Regions from separate parts of the Sus scrofa genome. Here region 1 is linked to region 2. A link is a contact called in public HiChIP or PLAC-seq data. All regions are on one chromosome and are shown on one strand. The core of a region is the stretch at or near the end of the contact, and the rest is flanking DNA. Distances in the headings are between cores, read along the strand shown. Region 1 overlaps NMNAT2 (nicotinamide/nicotinic acid mononucleotide adenylyltransferase 2). Region 2 overlaps LAMC1 (laminin subunit gamma 1).

Evidence for each region. HiChIP or PLAC-seq counts read pairs in DNA pulled down with a chosen protein or histone mark.
Region 1: an H3K27ac HiChIP or PLAC-seq map of skeletal muscle shows a contact between it and region 2. The contact joins two enhancer-like sites. A contact is called at or near these places in 4 of 47 Hi-C or Micro-C datasets (embryonic fibroblasts, fetal heart ventricle and skeletal muscle) and 1 of 2 datasets of contacts at active chromatin or transcription factors (skeletal muscle).

What each region holds. Positions count from the first base shown.
Region 1 is chr9:124,521,785-124,527,628 of Sscrofa11.1, reverse strand. NMNAT2 (nicotinamide/nicotinic acid mononucleotide adenylyltransferase 2) reads left to right here. Exons shown (of 14, transcript XM_021063806.1): 8 at 1,909-2,035; 9 at 3,589-3,669; 10 at 4,750-4,794. Among named protein-coding and RNA genes, the nearest start is that of LAMC2, 97 kb to the right of the region's middle. Within about 2 kb of position 1,273, at least 38 of the 83 cell types and tissues checked have an H3K27ac peak or open chromatin away from gene starts, as enhancers often do. A contact at or near this core is called in skeletal muscle, where this site is marked.
Region 2 is chr9:124,403,277-124,409,605 of Sscrofa11.1, reverse strand. LAMC1 (laminin subunit gamma 1) reads right to left here. Exons shown (of 29, transcript NM_001271715.1): 29 at 3,639-6,329. Among named protein-coding and RNA genes, the nearest start is that of LAMC2, 21 kb to the left of the region's middle. Within about 2 kb of position 3,360, at least 10 of the 83 cell types and tissues checked have an H3K27ac peak or open chromatin away from gene starts, as enhancers often do. A contact at or near this core is called in skeletal muscle, where this site is marked.

The DNA.
Region 1 (5,844 bases), core at 24-2,523, 120 kb before region 2:
ATCCTTCACATCTCAGTGGCTTCACATGAGTGAATTTCTCACACTACATGTCAGCTGGGGACGCGGCTGGGGACCAGCGCTCCTTCTGCTCACCCAGGAGCTGCAGGCTGCACGATGGAAGGGAGGAACCAGGGGCCCCGCAGGCAGGCCTGAGCCCTGGCTATACCAGCCAGGAAGCCTGGCTGCTGTTTCTGCTGTCTAGATGTCTGGGCTTCTCGAACCCTCCCTCTGTTACTCATGCCCAGAGGCAGGAGTCTGGGCCAGTGATGCTTGGCTGGGGCCGCAGCTGTTGCGGTCATGGTCATAGACCCGCAGCTAATGTCAGTCATGATGCACTTTGGAGTGGGAGCTTGGAGCTGCCTGTCTCCCCAGTCCCAGCGTCAGGCCTGTGTTCCTGCGTGGAAAGCAAACCTCTTGGGGGGGGAGGAGAGAGACGCGGGATGGATAGGTGATACAGGCTTTTGAGAACATGGGAGCACGTGGGGGCAGAGTGGAGCAGGTGGCTAGCACTGTTCTCCTCCAGCACCAAACAGGTCCAATGGGACGAATGATGCACACGCTGCAGGAGGAAGAAAGTCCTCAGTTACCACACCAGTTATTTGATGGGCATGTGGCATTTTCTTTCCTGGAGGTGAAATCATAATAAAAAAGGGCAGACTGTCCCCTCCACTCCACTGGCTGCAGCTGGGCGGAGACTCCCACAAAGCCGGCTGAGAAGACCCCCGTGGTCCCCGACCTCAGCTGGCCCCCAGATGTGGCCGGATGCTGTCGTGACCATCTCCTGTCAGGAATACTGCAGCAGTGACAGGTCACCCCACAAGAGGGAATGCCTGCCCTTCCAGGGCTTGGGAGGACTCACACGCTGCTCTGGCTGCGGGATTGCGGGTGGAAGATGTCTTGGAGGGTGACCTCAGCCCTGGGACTTGGGGACCCTCTGGCAGCCAGACTCAGTAATGCGGAAAGGGTGATGGTTGGCTTTCAGGGAAGGGACCTTGAATAAGCAAGGGCTCTGGGAAGCTAAACAGATTGAAAATTCATCCTTTGTTTCTCTCTCCCACCCACTCAGGCAAAGGGGCGGGGGTTGCTTCTGGGTCAGCTGTGAAGAATGCTGCGTTATCAGTTCTGTGTTTTCTGTGGCCCTAGAGAGAAGCAGCGGGCCAGATAACACGGGACAATGGATAATACACATAGAATTTCCGTTTGGCTCTGGAATGTGCATTCACACTGTGAGCAGGCGCAAGAGTGCCCAGAACCCCGCCCCCCCTTCCTGCAGCACAAACACATCCTGCTCTGCCTGGCACCACTCCCGGCCTGGCCCTGCCATTGGCATCTCTGGCCTGGAGAGGTGGCAGGTGGTGATAGCGCCTGGTGTTTGTATGACCTTTCCCAAGCTTGTACAGCCCTTTTGCAGACATGACCTCATTTGAGCCCCATGAAGCAAGGGGGGGTGGAGGGGCAGGTATGCATGATCCGCAGGAGGTCACAACGTGTACAAAGTTCCTGCTACATGCCGGATGCACTAGAGGCACTCGGTGTGTGTTCGCTTGGGTAATCTTGCCGCAACCCAGAAAGGCAGCTCTGTTCCCTCTGTGTGTCAGGTTCCTGAATGGAGATTCAGGGGCAGTTAAGTAGCTATCCAAGGTCACACAGCCAGAGGGGGGCAGAGCTCAAACTCGAACCCAAGTCTGTGCATCAACACATCCCGTGCTTTTTCCCATTGAGCTCTCTTGCCTCCTGCCAGCCTCGTGTGGTCATGGGACAGCTGGGTCTAGAACCCACCCCAGTCCTCTTTCGCAGCTCCAGGACACCTCACGATGGTGGACAAGCAGATGAGCATTTGGCAATAACTGGGAAACGCTTGCGTAAGTCACTTGGCTAATGTCACCGACTCTGCCCTTCTTCCCCTAGCGGGTGACTGGCTGCATCCTCTCCAATGTTAACACACCCTCCATGACACCTGTCATCGGACAGCCCCAGAATGAGACCTCCCAGCCCATTTACCAGAACAGCAATGTGCCCACCAAGCCCACGGCAGGTAAGGAAACGTTGCTATAGAACAGTGGTCCTCAAGCTTCAGAATTGCCTGGATGGCTTGTTCAAATCCAGATCGCTAAATGCCACCCCAGAATTTGATTCAGTGGGGCTAGGAGGAAAAGAATTTGCGCTTTTAAAAAGGTGACGCTGATGCTCTGGTCCAGGGACTGTACTTTGGGAACTCTTAATATAGAGCATCAGAGAGAAAGAGCCGCAGTGAAAGAGACAGGGACAGAGACAGAGAGAGAGACGGGGTGATGGTGCGCATTTTACGTAAATGTGGTTGCCTTAACCGGGGATCGAAGCTGCAAAGGGGGAGTTTTCTCTGCCTTTTCCAAGGGGTTGAGGATCTTGCCCAGGGTCACAGAGCAGGGATGTAGCGGGGCCAGGAGTCAAACCCAGGCACTCTGTAGCCAGAGCCCCACACCTCAGCCATCCCTTTGGTGACAAAGAGCAGCACCGCCCCAACACTTAGCCAACAGCTAGTACTATATGCTTGCACGGTGCTCAGTGCTTTACAGGGGTTTTCATTTAATGCAGTACTTCTGTGATGTAGATACTCTAGTCTTGTTTACAAAGGGAAAACAGCTTCAGAGAAGGTAAGTGATTTGCTTAAGGTCACACAGCTCAGGAGTAGAAGAGCCAGAGTTCATGTTTAGAACTGTCTGATTCCAAGGTCCATGTTCTAGGATTTTCTTCTAGGCCAATTTGCAAGAGACAGATCCTAGTATTACTTTTCAATCCTAGAGACCATGAGCTGTTTTGTGATCAGTCTGTCATAAATAGGGTAATTCATAAGGAAGAGCCAGAATTGCATAGTTTGCATACAGCTCTATGTGGGGCCTGAGAAAAAATTTCTGGATTAGAGCCCAGAGAGATCACTGAAAACCAGATCCCCCTCAGCCAAAGTAGGATGTCTGATTATTCTAAAGACCATCTGCATGGGAAAGAAGGCCTTCGCCCAGCAGAAATTATTCTGAGTTCCTTGCCACAGGCCGAGTCTCCGTGGATTTGGGCATTAGTGTTTCATGTTGGGAGTGGCTGAGAAAAAGCCCACGGTATTTAAAAAAAAAAAAAAAAAAAAAAGTGCAAACAGAGCACATGTCCATTAAATGGAAAATACACTACAGCATATTTACAACTTTTGTTACATAGACCAATCTGCATAACACATATAATAAAAATAGAAGAAAAATACTAAGTGAATGCTTTAGTGGTGATTATCTCTAGCCGTGGAATAATGGGTGCTTTTTATTTTCCTTTATATATATATGTTCCCCTTCCATATTTTCCAATTTTTCAATAGTGTAATAAACACGATTAGAAAATAGATTCCCATCTAGGGCTCAGAATGCTTATGCCTTGGACCGTGGATGCGGAGAGGGAGTTGGGGCTGTCAGGTTTCTGTTCTTTCTCTCTGTCCTCCTCCTGCCTCCCCCGCCCCAACCCCCGCCCCTCCAGAGCAGCTACATTGATTCCAGCGGCCCAAACTCAGGGCTGAGGGGAGTGTGAGTTGTGAGTGGTTCCCCCTCTGTCCCTTGCTCTCTCTCATAGCCAAGATCCTGGGAAAGGTGGGTGAGAGCCTAAGCCGGATCTGCTGTGTCCGCCCGCCGGTGGAGCGCTTCACCTTTGTGGGTAAGGATGCAAGGACTTTCTTGACCAATCCTGCCTCTTTTCTTTCCCTCCTCCCTTCATCCATTCAGCAGATGCTCCCGGCCCCAGCACCTGCTGCTGTGGGATAAGCATCTATAGAGCCATGGTTGAGAGGAAACAGAGGATGTTCAGGACCTCGGGGCCAAGCCGTTAGGGGAGCCCAGAGGCACAGTCATCCTGGCCCCGGGGCACCTGGAGACTTCCTGTACTCCTCTCCTCTCCTGGGCTATGCTGGTCCTCCCCTCTATAGAGTGTGTCCACAGAGGTCTCAGGGGCCCAGCATCCCCCACCCCGGGCCCTCCCAGCTCTGGCAGGGTCAGTACTCCTGCTGAGAGGCTAAGAACCCACAAGCCCTTTCCTTTGCTGCACCCTGAGGACCCAACATGGATGAGAGCATCTGAGAACATCTGTCTCTGGAGCTCTTTCCCATACAAACCCCAAATCCCACCCAGCAGAAGAGCTGAAAGCCCAACCCTCATTCATTTGACTCTTGGGGGGTGTCTTCTGCCTTTCCTGAGATTTCCAGCTTCCAACCTTGAAAAGGAACTAAGAGGGATGTTGAGGAGACAGGGAGGCAGGGGGCCAAGCTGGCATCTCTGTGGTTCTGTGCACCCTTAGAGCACACGGCAAAGCCTGGGTCTTGCGTCTTCCCCAGGCTCTGCATTCTGCCACGTGAAAAGTCTCAGCGTGCTTTGAACCAGGTAATGCTAACCAAGAGAGAGCCACCTCCTTGTGACTCTACGAGCTGTCTCCCTAGGTTTGAGAACGTTGCTCTTGTGACCACCCTCCCCCGAATACAGAAAGAAACAGAAGGCGCTCAGCATGAGCACCTGTGTGTCTGTCATTGGCTGCCCAGCCAGGCTGTTGAATTCTGAAAGTCCCAGGAAAGTGAAGCCTCCCCCCAGCGCCTGAGGAGATGCCCCCCCTCCATTTTAAGCTGGACCATGCTCCCCATTTATGCTACTCAGACGCCCCTACTTCCACCCCACACCCCACCCCGTGTTCTCCCTCTGCCAGGAAGTTGGTTCCCTGATGCTTCTGCGTTTCCCCTTTCCTCCCTAGACGAGAACGCCAATCTGGGCACGGTGATGCGGTACGAGGAGATCGGTGAGTAGGGCTGGGAAGGGGGGACGTTTGGAGCCACCTACCTCCACCATGGGCAAAGTGGGGGAGGGGAGAGGCTTGAACGCCCTGCGTGGAAGGACGACTAATCAATCGTTCTTCCCCAGCCAAGATCAGAGTCTTAGTTATCTCCCCTTTGACATCTAACTGGATTCAGGCAGGTTCCCAGGAGGTAGGGCTGGATCCGTTGGCAATTTTCCCTTCAGAACTTCTCCATCATCCAAAAGACATGGGAGCTGAGTTCACTGCCAGCCAGAGAGACTCTTCTTCGGCCCACAACACTGGGCCCGCAGTGGACGAGCTCGCCTGCCTTCCTAACCAGGGGATTCCAGGGCGTGGAGGACGAGCAGGAGAGGGGGGCAGAAAGCCATCCATAGCCTACCCCCACCCCCGGAGACAGAGCAGGTGGAGGGTGGTTACACGGAACCCACGGAAGTGAGCCAAGTTAAGGGCAACCCCAAGAAGCAAACCGGAAAACGGATCATTCCAAGGTTCCAGAGTAGTCTAGGGTTACGCGTGTCTGTGGCCGGTGGAGGTCAGACAGCGAGAGCGTGAAGTCAATGCAGGTCCAGGTGACAAGGAGGGTTGGCGACAACTGGAATGCTTGAAGGATGAGAGGCAGCCTGGTGTCCAGCAGACATGCTCTGTTTTCAGCTTGAGCTACAGAGATACTCCAGGCCTCCCCCTCACACCCCGGATTCCCTTGTCAGCGGGTGGAAGCGTGGGGCTGCACCTGAGCACCAGCTTCTCCCAGGAGGCCCAGCAGATGTGATGTCATTTCAAGGGACATCAGGTCTTATCCTCCAATCCAGGTTTAGGGGTGCCCCTGAGTCAGCTCATACAGGTTTGCTGGGACCATTTATAAAATGTTTAGGAATTTTCCCAGTTGGTTGTTAAATGTGGCCAATACCAAACATTAAATTATATTAAGTAGCAGTTAAATGCATTTGTACTAAAAACAAAGGTGGGAGTTCCTGTCGTGGCGCAGTGGTTAACGAACCCGACTAGGAACCATGAGGTTGCAGGTTCGGTCCC
Region 2 (6,329 bases), core at 2,111-4,610:
GGAGGGACAGACGAACCAAGTCAGTTATGAAGGTGCCTTTTAAAGCACGGCATGCAGTGCAAGCTACCTGGATGCACTCGTCTGGCCTGGGCCTCAGCAACTTAGTGGAGCAGGAGGCCTAAGCAGCCTATCTGAAATCTACGTGGCAAACCCCCTCTCCCCGGCCAGGTCTGCGCCTCTGTACCAACCCCAGCGAGACAGCACAGAGGGCAGACTGTCTGAGCCCAGAGGGATCAGCAAGTTGTAACACAAACGTCTCCGACCACGCTAAACGTGTAATCACCCAAATCACAGCTGTTTCTCCTGAGCCTTTATCTTGGACGCTGGCTCAGCAGCCCAGGAACGTGTAATCCATGCTGGGACAGCACATCTTCCCCAGACGTTTCAGCTCCTGGCTGGACTTGTGCTTACTCTGCACAAATCTCAACGTGGAAGCCATGCTCAGGAGGAGCAAAGGTCCATGGAAGAAATGGCTGGATCAATGAGCGGCCAAGAGCAAGGAAAACTCAACCAACAGGGAAGAACCAGGAAAATGCAGCTCACACACATCCTAGAAACCAGGCGCTAACTATTCAGAATGAGATTGCACTATTAATTCTTAACACTGGTTGCCACGGCCTCAAATTTGATGATCGCGTTTAGTTACTGAAATGACAAAGGATCTTGGTATTAGGACAGGCGCCATGGGATGGGCCCCAAAAGCATCAGCCTGAAGCTCAAATAGAATTTTCTGTTACTAGCCATGGTGAAAAAGGATTATGGGAGAATGGAAGGGTGGCCCTCACAGGTCTGACCGGGCACCTTTCACAGAGAAGTACTTACACTAACTTGAACAAACTCATAGGAACGATGCTGTAACAGAGGGTACATTCTGATTTGATCAAAGGCCTGATGCTCAGCTTTTTATAGAAATAAATACAAACTATACTGAACTAATCACAAGCAATACCTCCGTGGGCTATACTATAAGGCTTTCTAAGGTAGGGCGCAAACAACCAATCTGCTGACATTTACTGGGACCATTCCCAGGCGGTTAGAAAAAAGAAAGGGAATTGATGTTACAACTTAGGCCAGAAGCCAGAGATACCTACGGAGGGGGCTGTGGATCAAACTCACAGACATACACAGCATGAGGAATGGGCAGTGTGGGAACTGGGAGTGCAGAGGACCGGGCCTCGCAGATCAGATCACACCAGCTGGTTGCTCACTGCATAGCTGTGTGTGGTCTGTGCTGGGCCATTTAGTGAAAGACAGTGGTTTTGGTTCTTTTCCGGCAAATCCATCCTTAGGTAGGAGTTTTGAGGGAGGAGAGTGTATTTGGAAGGAGAAGGAGAGAGAAATTATTAAATCGACAGGAAGAAAGTAACACGTATACACAAAACGCCCGCTTTGCTCACAGCAGGGAAAAAGCAGCAGGAATGGGAGAAGAGGATAAGATGGGTTGATCTGATTACTGTGGGTGCGGCCAAAAAAAAAAAAAAAAAAAAAAAAGACAACTAAGTGACTCCCCTCTGCCTCCTAGCCCTGAGGATGTGAACGTGAAAACGTGAATAACCAGGAACCTGACCTTGGCAGGGAGGAGGGAGGAGGATGGGGGGAGAGCCAAGGTGGGTGAGACACACCCAAGCACTAAACTTGTGCCCAAGGGTCATGTCAGAGGCCAGTGCCAGGCTGAGGGGTATGAGCACAAGAAGGGACTGGCCAGGGTCAACAGAGGAGGTAACACCTTGACCTCAGGTTTTCCTGTACTGGGGAGGAGAAAGCAAGCACATTCTGAGCAGAGAAGAGTTCAAGTGAAGACATGGAGGCCTTCTAACAACTCTTGAAATGTTGAGGTTTCTCTTATTTGAGCTTTTTTTTGGACTTTGGCTAAACATTTCCCTTAGGCATTTGATTTTTATTGAGAATTCCACTTATCTATGGAGAGCAGGTGTAATCATCCTAGGAGGCTCTGCACAAATAGAAGACATCTGCTTGATGACCCTGAACCAGAGGAGCTTCTGAGAGATACATTGCTTGTAGAAAGTTCTTCTTTTTCACTCCAGCTATCAATGTCCACTTCAATTAAACCTGCTCAGTGTAAACAGGCAAAATTACCTGTCATTCACAGCTGTCTCATTTGTTCCCAGAAGCTACTGGCCTGGAGAGATTTGATCTTTCCTTGGTGCGTCCTTTCTCAGCTTACATGGAAGGTGCCACCCGCTTTCCTACTTCAAGATGCTCCTGGATGCCAGTCCTGTCTTCTCCAGACATTCCATTTTGAGCTTAATGGAAGTGGTGCCGCTGAATTCAGATCTACTGAGAGGGGCTGGAATGCTTACGGAAGGGGTAGACTTTTGGGGATATTTTGAATCAGGTTATGCTAACCCAACTCTGGAGAAACCTCTGACTCTGAAATAACAAAAGGAATAGGGGACAAGGTTTTAAAACCCTACTCAACCCTCTGACACAGTAACTACAGACATGTATTTGCAGCTGAATCACAGCCTCCAAGGGGGTGAGGAACAGGGTGTGTAAGAAAGCTGGTAACTGGTGCCCTCTAAAGCTCTCTCCAAGGAAGTCTACTGAGGAGAGCACAGATTATTCGTGGCAGGTGTCATGGTCATACCTATTTACATGATGGGGAAGGCGGCATGACATCCGCAGGGACTCGGCTACAAACAGAGCCAAGAGTAGAGCAAAGCCTTCCTGCTGGCTCCTAGTTTCTCCAATTTTTTTTTTCCATTTTTTTCTCTTTACAGCCACACCCACAGCAAATGGAAGTTCCCAGGCTAGGGGTCAAATTGGAGCTGCGACCAAGGCCTCTGCTACAGCCACGGCAACACCAGATCCAAGCTGCATCTGCGACCTACTCTGCAGCCTGCGGCACGCTGCATCCTTAACCCACTGAGCGAGGCCAGGGATCAAGCCTGCATCCTTACAGACACCAGTCAGGTTCTTAACCTGCTGAGCCGCAACGGAAACTCCTCCTCCAAACGTCTTCACCCGGCCTAGGTTAGTCAAGTGGGCCAGCCCTCCTGAAGGCCTGCTGGTCCAAGCACGTTACTTTTCTTTTTCCATTACGTCTGAGTGTGTTTTCTCAGTATCCGAAGAACGTACCTGTAGTTTAGCTAAAGACGGGTATTTAAAAGGTGGGAAGACAACTCTTCATACACAGCTGCTAATTTAGGAAGCCCGAGTAATTTGAAAACAGTCCTCAGTAGTCATTAATCAAGTATTGAGACTACACCAGGAGGTCTGGTAAACCCCAGCCCGCAGGCCCGGGCCTGTCTCTGTAAATAGTTGTCCTGGACCACAGCCACGTTCGGCCGTTTACAGATTGTCCTCGGCTGCTTTCCTGCTACAACAGCAGAGCAGGTGTTATAGATGGAATGGTCTGGAAAGCCGGTAACATTTACGATCATGCTCTTATCAGAAAGAGTGTGGTAACCTCTGGACTACATCGAAGTATCCTAATCTGAGAGAGGTTAAAAACATTTTATATGTACATAAATAAATACCTGTCCTCACAGGCACACACACTGGATTGTTCCCAGGAAAATAGATAAGCCAAAGAACACATGCTGAGGCGTTTTCCCTTAGTCATACTGTTTAAAGCATCATAAACGCCCTGTATCACACTCAGGCCACACCAAGTGTAAAGGGTTACAAATATTCAGATTTTATTATAAATAAAATACTGTTTTTTTAACATAAAAAATGCCAAGTGTTGCATTTTATTTACCACCCCGGAGAGCAAGACTGTAGAGATTAAGGCGAACAGCTAAAGTGAAGGCACATGGAAAAGGGCCACAGTTGGAATTCAAAGGCAAAGTTCCAGGGTACAGCTGTCTTTGTCCCCTATGCCACCCAGCATTCTGCAGCAGCCACCTTGTCTGTTTTATTACATAAAGTACAGATAAACTGGGACTATACAGTAATATAATGGCTATATTGCAGGAGTGTAATGAAGGTATCATCTTATAAAGGACTTTTATTTTAAAAATACACTTCTGTTTAAAAATATACCACACAGATGGAAAAGGAGAAAAGAAATGACAACGACGACAACAACAAATCGCCTGAATTTCACCGTGGCTAAGACCGACTGGAGGGAACTTGACCCGCAGGCTAGATGGAAAACGACCTTCGCAGTCTATCTTTGGTCCTTTTCCTGCAACCTTGACCAAGACGTCTGTTAGTACACGGCTGCTGAACCAGAGGAACTGGCTAGGAAACACCGACGGGAACAACGTGGTCAGGAAGAGCCAGGCCCTCTGCAACAGGATGCTTAGGAGGATCCCGACCTCGGTAGTCAACGGTGGGATGCAAGGAGACAGAACGGGGAGAAGCGGCTTCGACACCTCTCCCGCTCCTCCTGTCTGCAGCACCATCTCTGATGCCTGCGCGCTCAGTAATTATGCACCCTCTTGCAAAAATGACCCATCCAGCGCACCCAACTGCCAGAAAGAGCATTTCTAGCTCACTCCTGTTGAGACGCACAGCCATGGCGAAGATGCCCTTTCCTAACTCCATCCCTCCCTGTCAAGCCAGCATCCCTGCTGTGGAGCAGACACGGAGGACATGATGCTACGGTTGAGGACCGTCAGGTCTGCAGGGGAAGAGGGCTCGAGGTACCTCTTTCTCGTGGCTGTGTGTAGAGGAAAGCAGGTGGACGTGAATGTTAAGAGAACGGACATGCTGCAAACACAAGGCGAAGAGCCAAGCAACGGGGAACAAATTCAATCCAAAGACGCGCAGATGGGAGGGAAGGAGGTATGCGACACGCTGTGCCGGTGGAGAGGGGAAATGAAGTGAAGTGAGCAGGCAGTGCCGTTCTAGAAATAGGGCCAAGTATATTTACATAAACTTCTTACTCTATAATCATGATAAACAAACAAAAAAAAAACATTCACACAAAAATATAAATTTGAAATAATTAATAGCACCAGTGTGTCAGATAATAGTTTCTTTCCCCCGCTACGCAAAGTACAAAGTTGCATAGTGTTAAAGGCTATATATGAATCTCAGAGGCGGGTTGGGAGGAGGAAGGGGTTTGTGGCAGGGAATCGTCACGCTGTGATCTCAGAAGAAAACCACAGAGCTGAGGATCAAAAGTTGAGAAGCCCACTAGGAAACGCCACAGAGGGTCTTGGGTCTTCCCTCTGCACATAGAGGGAAGGTTTAGAGTGGGTTTAAATCACAAAGTGCAGGAACTACATGGTGTGGGCAGCTGTGTGAATACTGAGTGCAAGTATTTGCCACCAGGATTTGGCAAACAATGTGCTCTGAGGGGTTCTACAAGGTGGAAACATCAGGAGAACACGAAGGCTAAGGGTCCACTGTTTCATCTCTCTCCCCAGTGGAAGCAAAGCGGGTCCGTGAGATCCTGACCGTGCGAGTTGCATCTAAGTTCTATCCCTTTGCTAGAACAGACCAGGACAAGGGGGCTTGTCTTTTGTTTGTCCAGATCGTAAGGACCAAACGGCCTCTGCCAGATCACAAGACTAGTTCCAAGACATATACTAAAAAGGCTCTAGGAATTAGTTTGATTTTGAAAGAGACCTTTAGTGGTTATCACATATATCCCTACTTCTTCAGTATACATTCCATTTACAGGAACAGAAGTCGTCTATTGGTGAGTGCAAGCTGCCCATCCAGAATGAAATTATCAGCTGCCCAAAAATCTGGAAAAAAAAAAGTTTATCTTCCTAGTCAATTAGTAACATCTGAGAAAATGTTCAGCCTCCTTCCGCAGTCTCGTGTGTTCCTGGAGACTGCTGTAAACCATTGCACCCTCACTCACGGATGGCTCAGTGTCCTATACCCAAAGGGAGCTAAGGCAACCGAGGATGGCTCTCAACATTCTAAACCACCAATACCTTTGGCACAGGATGCGGACTTCCTCTTGCTCAGGAGGAAGAGGGGCGGGAGCTGGAGATGCGATTTCCTTACCTATAGACCGGAAATACTGGCCATCGCAATGCTACTGTCAGTAGCCAAACTTTTCCTTCATAGAGACAAGAGTGCTGAGACTGAGGAGGTTCTGCTGGTATCAGTGAGAACGGGAGGCCACTTGCCCAGCCCTGGCACACAAGGGCTCCCACGTGGTGTTTGAGCCGCCGTACAACACTGCAGGAGGCCACGTCCTGATGCAACTCAGAAGGGAAAGTGTGGGTAAGAGGGAGCGCCGTAAGTGGAAGAGAGACTTTATTAGATAAAACCCTTCGTTCCCGATTCACGCTGTTTAATTTGCTTCTCTTTAAACTTTGTGACTTTTCCTGGTTCAAAAGGACAGTGGTGGAGAGCAGCAGAGAAGTGGGGGTCTGAAAAAACGTAATCTTTGTGTT